Regions from separate parts of the Pogona vitticeps genome. Here region 1 is linked to region 2. The links are chromatin contacts, called in public Hi-C maps. All regions are on one chromosome and are shown on one strand. Each heading gives the region's core, a stretch centred on a gene start, on an enhancer-like site or on the middle of the called end of the contact. The rest is flanking DNA. Distances are from core to core; before and after follow the strand shown. Region 1 holds the start of LOC110086643 (DNA excision repair protein ERCC-6-like). Region 2 holds the start of LOC110086634 (ras-related protein Rab-6A).

Region 1 (5,825 bases), core at 1,674-4,173, 380 kb after region 2:
CAGCTCCTCTCCAGGGCAATTACGAGGTTGCAGCAAACAAAGGCTCTAAATCCTGTTGATCTCTATTTCCTTAAACTATCTGTCCAAAAATAATGTACTTGTGGACAGAAGTACCACATCTGTTTCAGTCAGTGTTTCTTTTCTTTTTGCCTGGGGAATGAATCCAAAATCAGTCTGGCCATTAAAAACAGCCACAAAATCCAGAACATTCCAAAAAGTGGAAGGGAAAAAAGTTGCTAAGAGTTGCTCACCCAGGTGTGGCGGTTTCTTAAAACAAATAATGAAATAAAAATGTTTTTTTTTTTAAATGAGAGACTGTCTCTGCAGTTTTGTATACTCCCTGCTAGATTTACATACGGTCTTTTAATGAGCTGCCCGGTCTCTTTTCTAGGGACAAAAATGAAGTAAAAATATTTGAAATAAATAAACGCAGAGCACCACAGGGAAAACGGAACCAGGAGGTATGATTTTTATCCCCAATTGTTACAAATGGTGGAAGACTGAAACAGAAGAGGGAAAAACAGCATCAACTTCTAGATGCCAAAGGCAAGAGATGCCATCACGATGCATCATTAGTTGCTACTTTATGAGCCATCATGTGAGAGGCATTAGACCAGGAAGTTGAACCAGAAGGGGAGAAAAGCCGGGCTAGTATCAATTCCACTGATTCAATGGATCTACTATAGTGCACTAAGCAACAGAATTTCACCCCCTGTTTTGGATTGACACATATTAAAAAAAGGAAAAAGAACAGCTTAAACCAGGAAGTTTGTATGGCGGCCACTAAGTCCTGTGCACAGGCACTGAAGTACAATGAAGTTTTGTACAGAAACGCCCTGGTTCTTGATTTGTGGGCTACAACTCTTTGTGATTTCCTGTTCTCTACACAAATACACCTCTGTGGGTATTGTGTTGCCGGCCTGTAGCAGACAGGCAGAGCGGGCTCCGTTCTCCTCAAGCTGTGTACCGACAAATAATTTAAAATCTTAAAAACGCTTTTAAGCTGCTTATATTATTTACTTAATTCAAAATACTATATCTATCTTTACCCGAGGCATCTGAAGTCATTAAAAGGCAAAACCAGAAACGACACATATCGCACGATAATAAAAGAGTCCAACAAATGACGCGTTCAAAATGGGGACCCACATCAGCACCCATGTTTGGGTCCCTGCCAAGATGGTGTGTATGTGTGTGTGTGGGTTTCAGGGCCTCCGGAGAGGTTTGGACTGGCCGGAGGGCTGGCTCAGCCCCCCCCCCGACCCCAGTGGGCCCAGCTGGTCAGCCCCTGTCCTTCCTCCTGGCCTCCCTCACAGGGTTGTTGTGCATACCGAACAGGGGAAGGAAGGCGAGACGCCCGCAGAAGGCAAAATCCCCTCAGGAAACCTCTAGTCGGGGACTCACCAACGAGGGGGGGTGTCCCATGGGGCTGCCCCCCTCCCACCAAGAGGGCGCCCCCTTCCCTGTCATTGGGTTTAAGGGACCTCATGCAATTGGGGGGGGAGGAAGTGGCACACTTCACACACACACACTCACACAGTCACACTAACACACTATCTCTCTCACACACACACTTACTGTGGGGGTGTCCTAAGAGCCCCCTTCCCTGACTGGAGGGATTTGGGAGGGCTTGTTGTGGAGTAGCCCCGCCCCCCGCCCCTGTCAATCAAGCTCGCCCCCTCCCCTCGGACGCCCCCCCCAAGGATACTCTCCATGGCGGACATGGCGGCGCTTGGGATCGAGCGCGGCTCCCTCTCCTCCGAATCCGGGGTGTTGTTGTCGCTTTTTTTCCCCTCTTACTTCCTGCTTCCGCCTCCTTCGCCGCCCAGCCCGCCCCCGGCATCCGGTCACGTGGCCCCATCGGGCCTGGAAAGAACGGCTGGAGGATCCGAGGGAGACGAGCTGGATGGCCGGGGAGGGGGTAGAAAGAGCCTTCTAGGGAGATACAAATGCGCCTGCGCCGCAACCCCGAACCAATGACAGCGCTGCTCTCTGCCCACGCCACGCACAAGGGGCCAATCGCTTCGCCCCGCCTCTCTTCTTTCTTCCCGGCCGCTCTCAGCCAATCGGGTGTCGTCTTGCAGAGGGCCGTTACGGCCGCTTAAAGGGGCCGTGCCTTTAAAATGAAAATACCGTAACGCCTGTGAAAAGGAGCAAAGGAACGACTCGAATTACTATATAATATTGGTGTGTTGGATCCATAAAAGGCGAGGGTGGATTGAAGGGGGGGCGGGGGCTGTGGCATTATAGGTTGAGGTCCTGGGGCGAAATTGGGGAACGAAAAGTAACTAGTAACTAATTAGTAAGAGTCAAAACAGAAGTAACGAGGGGCCCCAGCCAGGGACTTTACTCTCCGGTAAAAGGTTGTAGCATTGCAAATCCACAATTTCCGCACCCGGCTTCATTCAGCTGTGTGTGTGTTCCGTGCTGTCAAGTCGGGACCGACTGACAGCGACCCTGGCAAGGCTTTTCAAGGTAAGGGAGAGATGGCACGGGGGAGATTCGAACCCAGGCCTCCTGAGTCCTCGCCAGTCATCCCACCGGACATTTCGAGTCTCTGAACTAGAACGAATATGCTTTGGCTGGAGGTGAGAGTTGGGCAACGAGTCTGCCTTTCTGTGGAGCGCGAGGAGGAAATAGAAATGCACCCATCCATCCAGAAACTGACACCCTAATAATACTCAATTTGACGGTTTCAAGGTGCTACACAGGACTCTTCTTTCTATTTGGGAGGGGAGACGGAGAAGAAACCCGGAATCACGTCCTCCAAACCGTTGACTTGCTCCTCTACTTTTTTCGTCTCTACGGAGAGGCAGCCGAGTGTCAATGACTGGCATAAACATGAATGGGCGAGGCCCCGCTTTCTTGTGAATGACGACATCCACAAGGGGGGGGGGAAGCAAATTTGAGCCGCTGTGAATGGCTAATGGCCCTCCAGAAATTTACATACTGCTGCGTGATAGGCTTAGAGAGGCGGGGCGAAGTCCTGGCGCGCAGGTTTGAATCTACGCGAAGTGTTTCTTTCCCGTTGCTCAGTCATGGCCGAGTTTGCGGATCCTGCCCAGGCGGAGCAATACCGGAGGTAAATGAAGCACTTACTGCACCGGATTTGGGGCGGGTGGATCTGCATATATGTATATGAATTTAATGTTTACTCGAATATACAAATTTTAAATATTTAATGTTTATTTAAATATTTAATGTTTACTCGAATATATAAACATTAAATATTAAATAAACATTATATATGTTTATTTTGGACACTTTTCGCCTAATCCTTTTTACCACGAATGACTAATATTCAGCTCAGAGGCTGGAAAATTATTATTTTTTAACTATAATTCCCAGAACACGTGTGCATGGGGGGAAGTATTTTTTAAAAATCCTAAACCAATAAACAAAAATATCTTAACAACAACTTATTTTAAAACCAAAATACTTAGGTTTTGGGTTAAAACTTGTATCTGTATTTATATAATACCAGTCAATGTTTTTTATAATTTTGACTGACTGGTGTTTTGAAAGAATAATAAATATCTCTGTTTTGGCTATGCAGGTTAAATCGAAACCTAAAGTAAAGCCGTTATTCACTTTCTTTGGTTTTCTCAACCATTCAGAGTAGTATGTTTTTCAATGCCATGCCGTGAGCTTGCGCTGCTGTTGTCTCTCTGGTTAGGACTTTATGGGCTCTACTCGTGGATTTTTGGTTTAGAAAGGAAGGATGCAGCTGTGCTAAAGGGGGACATAAGGATAAGAGAGATTGAGGGGCTTGGAGTCACATAGTACACCTTGAGGCCAAATGGGGATTTGAACCCATGTCTCTCCAGCTCCAACTATAATCTGTTAGACTTACCTTGTGATTTTCAACCAGTGGGGCGTGATTTGCAGTTTGTCTCTGTCCTAATCTGGGCACATTCTGAGAAGTCAGGATTCTCTGGAAAAGACAACCATGCTGGGAAAGTTGGAAGGGAGCAGGGAAAGAGGAAGACCCAATACGAGATGGACTGATTCCCTAAAAGAAGCCACAGGCTTGAATTTGCAAGAGCTGAGCAAGGCTGTTGAGGACTGTACATTTTGGAGATTGCTCATTCATTCATGAGGCCGTCATGAGTCAGGGGTGACTTGATAACGCATAACAGCAACACCCGTCTTAAAATGGAATGTAAGATCCGTAAATCAGCGGTACCAGGATTAGGATATCTGGGATGATGTGTGTAACTTTAAAATGTATATTTAGCACTATAACATTTACTTGGAAAGCTGAGAACAATAATGACATGTTTTCCTAGTGCATAGCTTGTTGTATCACTCAGTCTTTGCTGGAATGTGGCATAATGATACCCAGTGTGGTGTAGATAGAGTGATAGACTATGACTCAGGAGGCCTGGGTTCGAATCCCTGCTCAGGCATGAAAACTCACTGAGTGAGCAGAACGGGTAAACCACTGCTTAAATATCTCCGATACCTTGGAAGCCCTTATCAGGATCGCTATAAGTTGGTTCATTTTGAAAAAGTTCAGAGATGGCTTGTCCTCAGTGGCAGTATCTCCGATAAAATTATTGGAAGAGGAATGTCTGAATGGCTTATAAGTTTGGAATGCTTGTCAAAGAGGATCAAGCCTAAGAAAGTTTTGAACCCCAGTTTTAACCACTGTATCAAATACTTCAGCTTTAGATAACAAACGGATGTTGGAACATTAAAAGGTTTTGTAAAACTAAGTAAAATAAATATGCAAAAATGAAATTACCGTATTTTTCGCACCATAAGACGCACTTTTCCCCCACAAAACAGGGGGGTGGAAAGTCTGCGCATCTTATGGAGCGAAGAAAACGGATTATATTTTCCTGTTTTCTTCTCCTAAAAAATTGGTGCGCCTTATGGAAAGGTGCGTCTTATGGAGCGAAAAATATGGTAAGCTATGGTAAAGGGAGTTAAGAACTTCCAGTTCACAAGCCTCCCACAACTCTAAATCACCGCACACAAATTAGTAGCATTTATTTATAAGGACACGTTCACTGTCCTATGCTCTAATGCTATGTTACACAAAAGGTTTAGAGTGCTGAGTTCTTTATTGCTGGTTGTCAAAGGAGGAAAGGAGGGGGAATCTACCTGTCACCCACAAGTCTTGGGCTTTGTCTTAAAATGGAGCACATGTTCCATAGGTGAGCAGTGCCTCCATTTGGATAAAGGATAAATTTGGCTAGACATTTTAAGCCACCGAGACTGTATTAAACTCGGTTCCAAGAGGGCACTTGGGGCCTTAATGAACCGGAGAGTCAACTAGCTACCTTATGAGTGCTGGCTAACCCAACAAGAAGATGGCCATGTTTTCTAACTCCCTTTTCCCAGAGCCTAGTGGTATAGTGGTTAAACTGCAGTACTGCAGTGAAGATTCTGCTCACCACCTGAGTTCGATCTCAGGCTCAGATAGCTGGACTTTTCTCTGGAAACTCTTTAAGACAGCAGCCACCTGAGGATAGAACTGCAGGTCAACCATACAGCCGTCAGCGGAAGCATAGAGACCGTCCCAACGGACGCATCAAGAGCAACAAAGCTCGATATTGATGGTGAGGTCCTCTAGCCAAAGCAGTGTGGGGGGCCCTTCTCCGACCCTTGGAGGTAGAGAAGAAACGCCAACCCTGTTCCCTGCTGTTCCCTCAACATCACAGCAGCCCCTCCCCAATACTGGGCAGGAACCCTTATAGATGGAGCAAGAGGAAGGAAGAAAAGAATGGGAGAGGCCACAGTGCTTGTTTGCCTGAGACCCACATCTGGCCAGGAAATGGACGAACAATGGCCGGTCATCATCATTGCTGTTCGGTCCT
Region 2 (5,708 bases), core at 2,615-5,114:
AACCTCTGAAGTTTTTCATTGGCATCTGCAAGCACAAAATTCCATGATCTGTATACAGTACATTTTTTTTTACTTAAAACTCATTTTCTGTCATTGTGGCAACTTAGAAGAATCATACCAAAAGCGTGCCCTGACTTTCTGGTGAACAAGCCAGTCGGGGCCAACCAAGGTCAGGAGGCAAAAACAATGCCCAGAAACCGTAGAATATTTGGGTCAGTTTGTATTCTTCCTGCAAATGTAGCACGTCATTGATACCGTCTGCATAGCTTACACAGTTGTTGTTCCCAGTTGAGTGAAGTTTCTGTAAGAAGCATCATCCTCCATAGCGTTTGCTCAGGGGTGGCCGAAACTGTCGGAGTGATGTAAGAAAGAGTCAAAAACTCAGTGAGAAAAATAAGCTGGGTGAATGAAGGGGCATTTGGTCCCCAGAAAGGGGTCGGGGTATGAAGCAGCAGCATGATCTTACCAAGGCTCTCCTTCCAAAACAAGGATTGGCACCATGTGGGCCCTCCAGAGGTTACAGTTTTCATCAGTACTATTGAACGGAGTCAGTGGTGAGGAATGATGGAAGATATGACCTAACAGCCTCCGGAGGAGTGCAGGTTCCCCTTCCTTGTTTGAAATGAGGGCAGTAACAACTTGGAAGGCAAGAAGTTGAAAGGTGGAAGGCAACAGGAAAAGAGGAAGACTAAATAAAAGATGGATTGACTCAGTAAAGAAGCCACGGATTTCAGTTTGCAAGAGCTGAGCAGGGCAGTTGAGGACAGGGCCTTCTGGAGATTATTCATTCGTGGGGTTGCCATAACTAGGAGGCCACTTGACAGCAGACAAGGAAAAAATTGAACAGAATAAAATAGTAATTGTACATGGGATATTGTAACAAAGTCCAAGAGACGGCTAAGGAACCTGAGTTTCACAAGAACATATATTTTAACATATGATTATGGGTGCTATAAAATGTGTCTATACATTCTATAGTCTGCTGTATTCCTGCAGTTTCTCCTCCGAACATACAGCATGGTGGCTTACACAGATCTTGAACAGAAACTGGTAGCCATCGAATTCAGCTTCACTATGGATTGTTCTTGGCTCTTGCCACTAATATTATCAGTTGAAGAGACTGTGTTTGCCAGTTACAACCTTTTCTTAGATTCAGTGGTGAACGTTATCCTCTTAATAAACACTAGTATAACCATGTGTGTCCTTGACGATATTTCACATCCCACAACTCTCCATAACAAAACTGATAAACAAGGTGTCGGTAAACACTCAGCAAAGCCTAGCATATGGTGTTATATCAAGTACTAGGTTTATTTTTCAATAATAATAATAATATCATGGGAAGTAATGATGTTTACAATGTATGCCAAGATGTTCCATTCCGTCTAACAACCACAGTTCTAATCTTACTGAAATTGTAATCGGAAATGGCCTGGGCCTTGTTGCTTAGAAACAACAGATTCCAGTGTTGTATTCCTGCTCTGAACAGAGGCTCCATACGGTAGAGGATTGTGTTCAGTAGCTGCCGTGAAAACATTTTGTTGCGTTTTTTTTTGCTCTGGTTTTCAGACTGGAAGCATGTCTTTTCTACAATCCATGACAATGACCGGCTGTAGATAGTTAAAACTTAATATATGATGTGTTGACATTTGAAAGACAAAGTACTTTGAATATTTCATTTTTAAAAAATAAAGTTGCAAAGAACTAAACTTAGCGGTGGTGCTGTTGGTGGCTGACATTATTTTTTTGAGAGAAAAACAGTCTTCCTTTCATCCCAAATGATGGGTTTCGTGGTGGAGTTTATACTTTTTGAAGTCTTACTTTATGCTCATTTTGCTCTTTATATATTCTTTCCACGGAAAATCCTCCGTCTGCTCATCTCTGTTTGATTCCATTACTTCGGGTGAGCAATTGAAATCCAGCAGAGGGCATGAGTATTTTATTTTGTAATAGCCATGTAAGCCATAACTCTTCCACAATGACCAAACTAGGATAACACAAGGACATTCAACAAATAATACTGTATTTGTTTAGTATTTACTGTTGCAGAGTTTTGAAGTTTTGTAGTTAACTTTTCTCAGCTAGGGAATGGAAGTGCCAGGATTCACATATTATTAGTTCCCAGGTAATCAACCCGTTTTCTCATGAACTGGCACTTACAGTCTCAGTGACTCACTCTGAGACACTAATAATTTAAAGAACAAAACTGGTTCATTTTGCTTACAATTTGATTACATCAACAGTATATTAACTAACAACTTGATTGTTTTTAACTATTCTGCTACAGTATACTTATAACACACATTTTTACAAACCACTATCAATGGACATTAACAACTCTCTTGAGGAAAAAGAACTCTCAGCAGAGAGGCGGGGCTCCCTTTGAATTTCAAAGACAGGAGAGAATGATTGGTTAATGCTGACGGATTGACAGTCCCAGGAAAACAAACCTCGTATGTTGAGGTTGCAATAAATGCCAACACTTTCAGATGTTCAAAAGACTTCACATGCATTATCTAGTTGTAATCTCTAGACAATCCATATTACATATAGAAGATGGGATTTGGAATTACGATTAAAGACTGCCTTCATAGAAGACAAGGTGTACATAGTTGGTGCAGAAATAAAACCTTTCTGCCACATCTGGTTATTTAAGTGTAGGAAAGAGGAAGCAATGGAAAGAAACATGGGAAAAGATAAACGCAAGCCTCAGAAATCAGTTTATGAGATAAAAAAGCAACAGCACAAAACATATGAGGAAGAAATGAGATCCTAATAACTTCCAGCCCTGTTGTCCCCTAACGAAACGTGGTGGTTTGTGCAATCATTGTGTAAATCTCTCTTTACTTCTAACCTGTAGCACAAGTCAGATGAGATTAAGATTGCTTGTTTAAGGACATGTTAGGAGATCATTACTGAGAGTGGGTTCCAACCAAGATCTTCCCAGTTTATAATCTAGTCATTACACACCACATTTATATGAACAAATTTAGCAGCTTTTCCAAGAGGAAATAAATGCCGAAGTTTCTGAAACAGCTTTCAGTGAATGTTACTATGATCACGCTCGGAAAAGGTAAAAGTTACAGGATGAAACTCTGAGAGCCTGTATGTATGTATGTATGTATGTATGTATGTATGTATGTATGTATGTATGTATGTATGTATGTATGTATGTATGTATGTATGTATTTCATTTCATTTCTACCCCGCCCATCTAGTCAATTGACTACTCTGTAAGGAGTAGAATGAATGAAATGTTACTTAAGGACCCGGGAGACCTGAGTTCAATTCCCCTGAGTTGAAGCTGATGGGTGTTGTAGTCCTGGCCAGATAGGCTCTGCTCTCAGCTATTTATAAAAAACGAGGGTTCCTCCAGGTCAACTAGGCTGCCAGCCCTCTCCCCACACACCCCAGAAAAGGGCCATAGGCCATTTTAGGCATCCCTCCCTTCAGGATGGGAACTGTAGTCCAAACACCCAGCATATATACACATGCACTGTACATATATCAGTACATACACACAGATGCAAAGGGTAGGGTTCATAAAGGTCGGGGGGGGTGATGTGCGTGTTTACATATATCTATATACTATACAGAGAGAGAGAGGGGGGTCTTTTGTGTGTGTGTGTGTGTGTGTGTGTGTGTGTGAGACACAAAGGCTCCTCCCATCCTCTATCCACTCTATACTTTTCTATCTCTAGGGTGGTGGGGGGGAAAAAACCGTTCCCCGTGACGTCAGCGTCGTCGTCGTCTCCCGGCTGAACGCGATGAGCTCATCCGCTGGCCCTCGGCCCCGCCCCTTCCCTCGCGTCAGGACCGTCGGGGCGGAAGTGACGCACTCGGGCCGGTGAGGCGGCTGAGGGAACCGCTGGTGGTGGTGCTGCCCGCCGTCGCCGCCGCCCCTCCGTCTCCTCGTCCCCGTCTGGGCCCGGCCCTCTTGGGTGCCTGACGCCGCCGCCGCGGCCTCGCCTTTCCTTCCCTTTCCCTCCGAGGCCCTGCCGCCATGTCTGCCCCCGGAGGAACCGGCGGCGAGTTCGGGAACCCGCTGCGCAAGTTCAAGTTGGTCTTCCTGGGCGAGCAGAGCGGTGAGGCGGGGGCGGGGGCGGGGGCGGGCGGGACCGCGGCGTTCCCTCAGGGCAGGCCCTCCCCCCCGTTCCATCTCGTTCCCGTTAACGCGTTCCTTTGCCGTTACAGCTCCCCAAGCCTTGCTTTCGTTCGTCCTTCCTCAGAGCGGTTGGGGGGGAGGGCGTTTGGCGCTTCTTAAATATCTTAAATATCTCCTTGCTTTCAGCTTTCCGTCTCCTCAGGAGTTCAGCTGCCTGGGTAGACTCAAGGGTTTCCAGCTTTAAATACCCTTTAAAGGCGAGCTGCCTCGGGTCCCCCCTCTTGAAAGGAGGCAGGCCCGGCGAAAATCATTTTAAACAAGTCGAGCCCAAATAGATGAAGCAATCACTAAAACGTGCAGGGGTCCTCCCGCCTCTCAGGGACGAAATTAAAAACAGGAAAAAAAGAATATTTGTAAGGGGGTGGTTAGGAAGAGAAAGAAATAATATGTAGTTTTAGAAGAGGTATCTGTGTGGGTCTGCGCTGGCCATCTCAGGCCAAAAAAGCAAAGGAAAACAAAATAATAAACACCAAATAAATAAATAAATAACATTGAACTTGGAAAGACTTGCAACACAACTGCTGTGTTGTAATGGGAGCTTTTGTGCACAAGTCCACTTCCTGGGTGCATATATTATTATTGCATGGCATGCTTGGAAAGAGGTGGATTGGATCCAGCTAAATCTTGTGCTAAAATAAATTTCTCAGTCTTGAAAGGACCACTTTTTTGGGGGGGGTGTCTCTCCTTGAAACAGGCAGCCACCCCTACCTGGCTGGAAGCAGAAGCAACCATGAGAGTGATTTCTCCACCCCTTTGCAAGGAGAGGACTGCATTTAAATTTATCCACGTAGCCCTGCTCCTTGAAATTGCTGCTCTTTGGGTGGGGAAAGGAAATCAAGCTAAAATCCCATTGCTTAATGTAGTAACTGGCACTAGAGTAGGCTAATTGAGTCCATGGGCCTTTGGTGAGTCGTAAGTTCCATTGATTCAGGAGGGTCTGCTCTAGCTGCAGTTGACTATCCAAAGCAAGGCTTCAGCCTGTACTCCTGTTTCTAAATTGATTCAGTTCCTTTAGGTGAAATGAGGTGAGACTACCACTCTTTAGTATTTCCATTTGTCTACCCATTTAAGATGGGAGTGTGTGTTTCAAGGAATAAAGGAAATGGCAATTGTCTTATTCCACTCTTAATCGCGCCCCCCCCCCCCCCCGCATATAGTGTATATCATAATGTGACTAAAAAGTGCCAGGTTCCCAGGAAAAACAGTTTACTATCCCTTACAATCTTGCTTTTCTTCCTTAAGATGAGCAAAGTGTACTCAACGGTGTAGGAGTTGCAAAAACTAAATAGATGTATTCTCAAAGGCTTTCACGGCCGGGATCCAATGGTTGTTGTAGGTTTTTTGGGCTGTTTGGCCGGGTTCTGGAGCTTTTTCTTCCGAACCTTTTGCCAGTCTCTGGCTCATCAAAAATAGAAGTGTTGAGTACTCATTATAACACAATCTGTTAGGGATCTCCATGGAGAGGAAATCCTGGAGGCGGATGACTAGTTGCTTTCCTGCCTATGTTTTGGTCTACCTAGCAGGGCTGATTTTCCAGTCCTTG

Evidence for each region. Hi-C and Micro-C count contacts between places; a contact is called where the count stands out from the background.
Region 1: a contact with region 2 is called in a Hi-C map of muscle, with 6 times the contacts expected there. The contact joins the promoter of LOC110086643 here to the promoter of LOC110086634 in region 2. A contact is called at or near these places in 2 of 2 Hi-C or Micro-C datasets (blood and muscle).

Annotation. Positions count from the first base shown.
Region 1 is chr11:5,699,869-5,705,693 of PviZW2.1, forward strand. LOC110086643 (DNA excision repair protein ERCC-6-like) reads left to right here and starts at 2,924. Exons shown (of 2, transcript XM_020807707.3): 1 at 2,924-3,082. The coding sequence starts at 3,039. CHMP1B (charged multivesicular body protein 1B) reads right to left here and starts at 1,852. Exons shown (of 8, transcript XM_072981529.2): 1 at 1,709-1,852. The coding sequence starts at 1,724.
Region 2 is chr11:5,316,960-5,322,667 of PviZW2.1, forward strand. LOC110086634 (ras-related protein Rab-6A) reads left to right here and starts at 3,865. Exons shown (of 7, transcript XM_072981093.2): 1 at 3,865-4,085. The coding sequence starts at 4,004.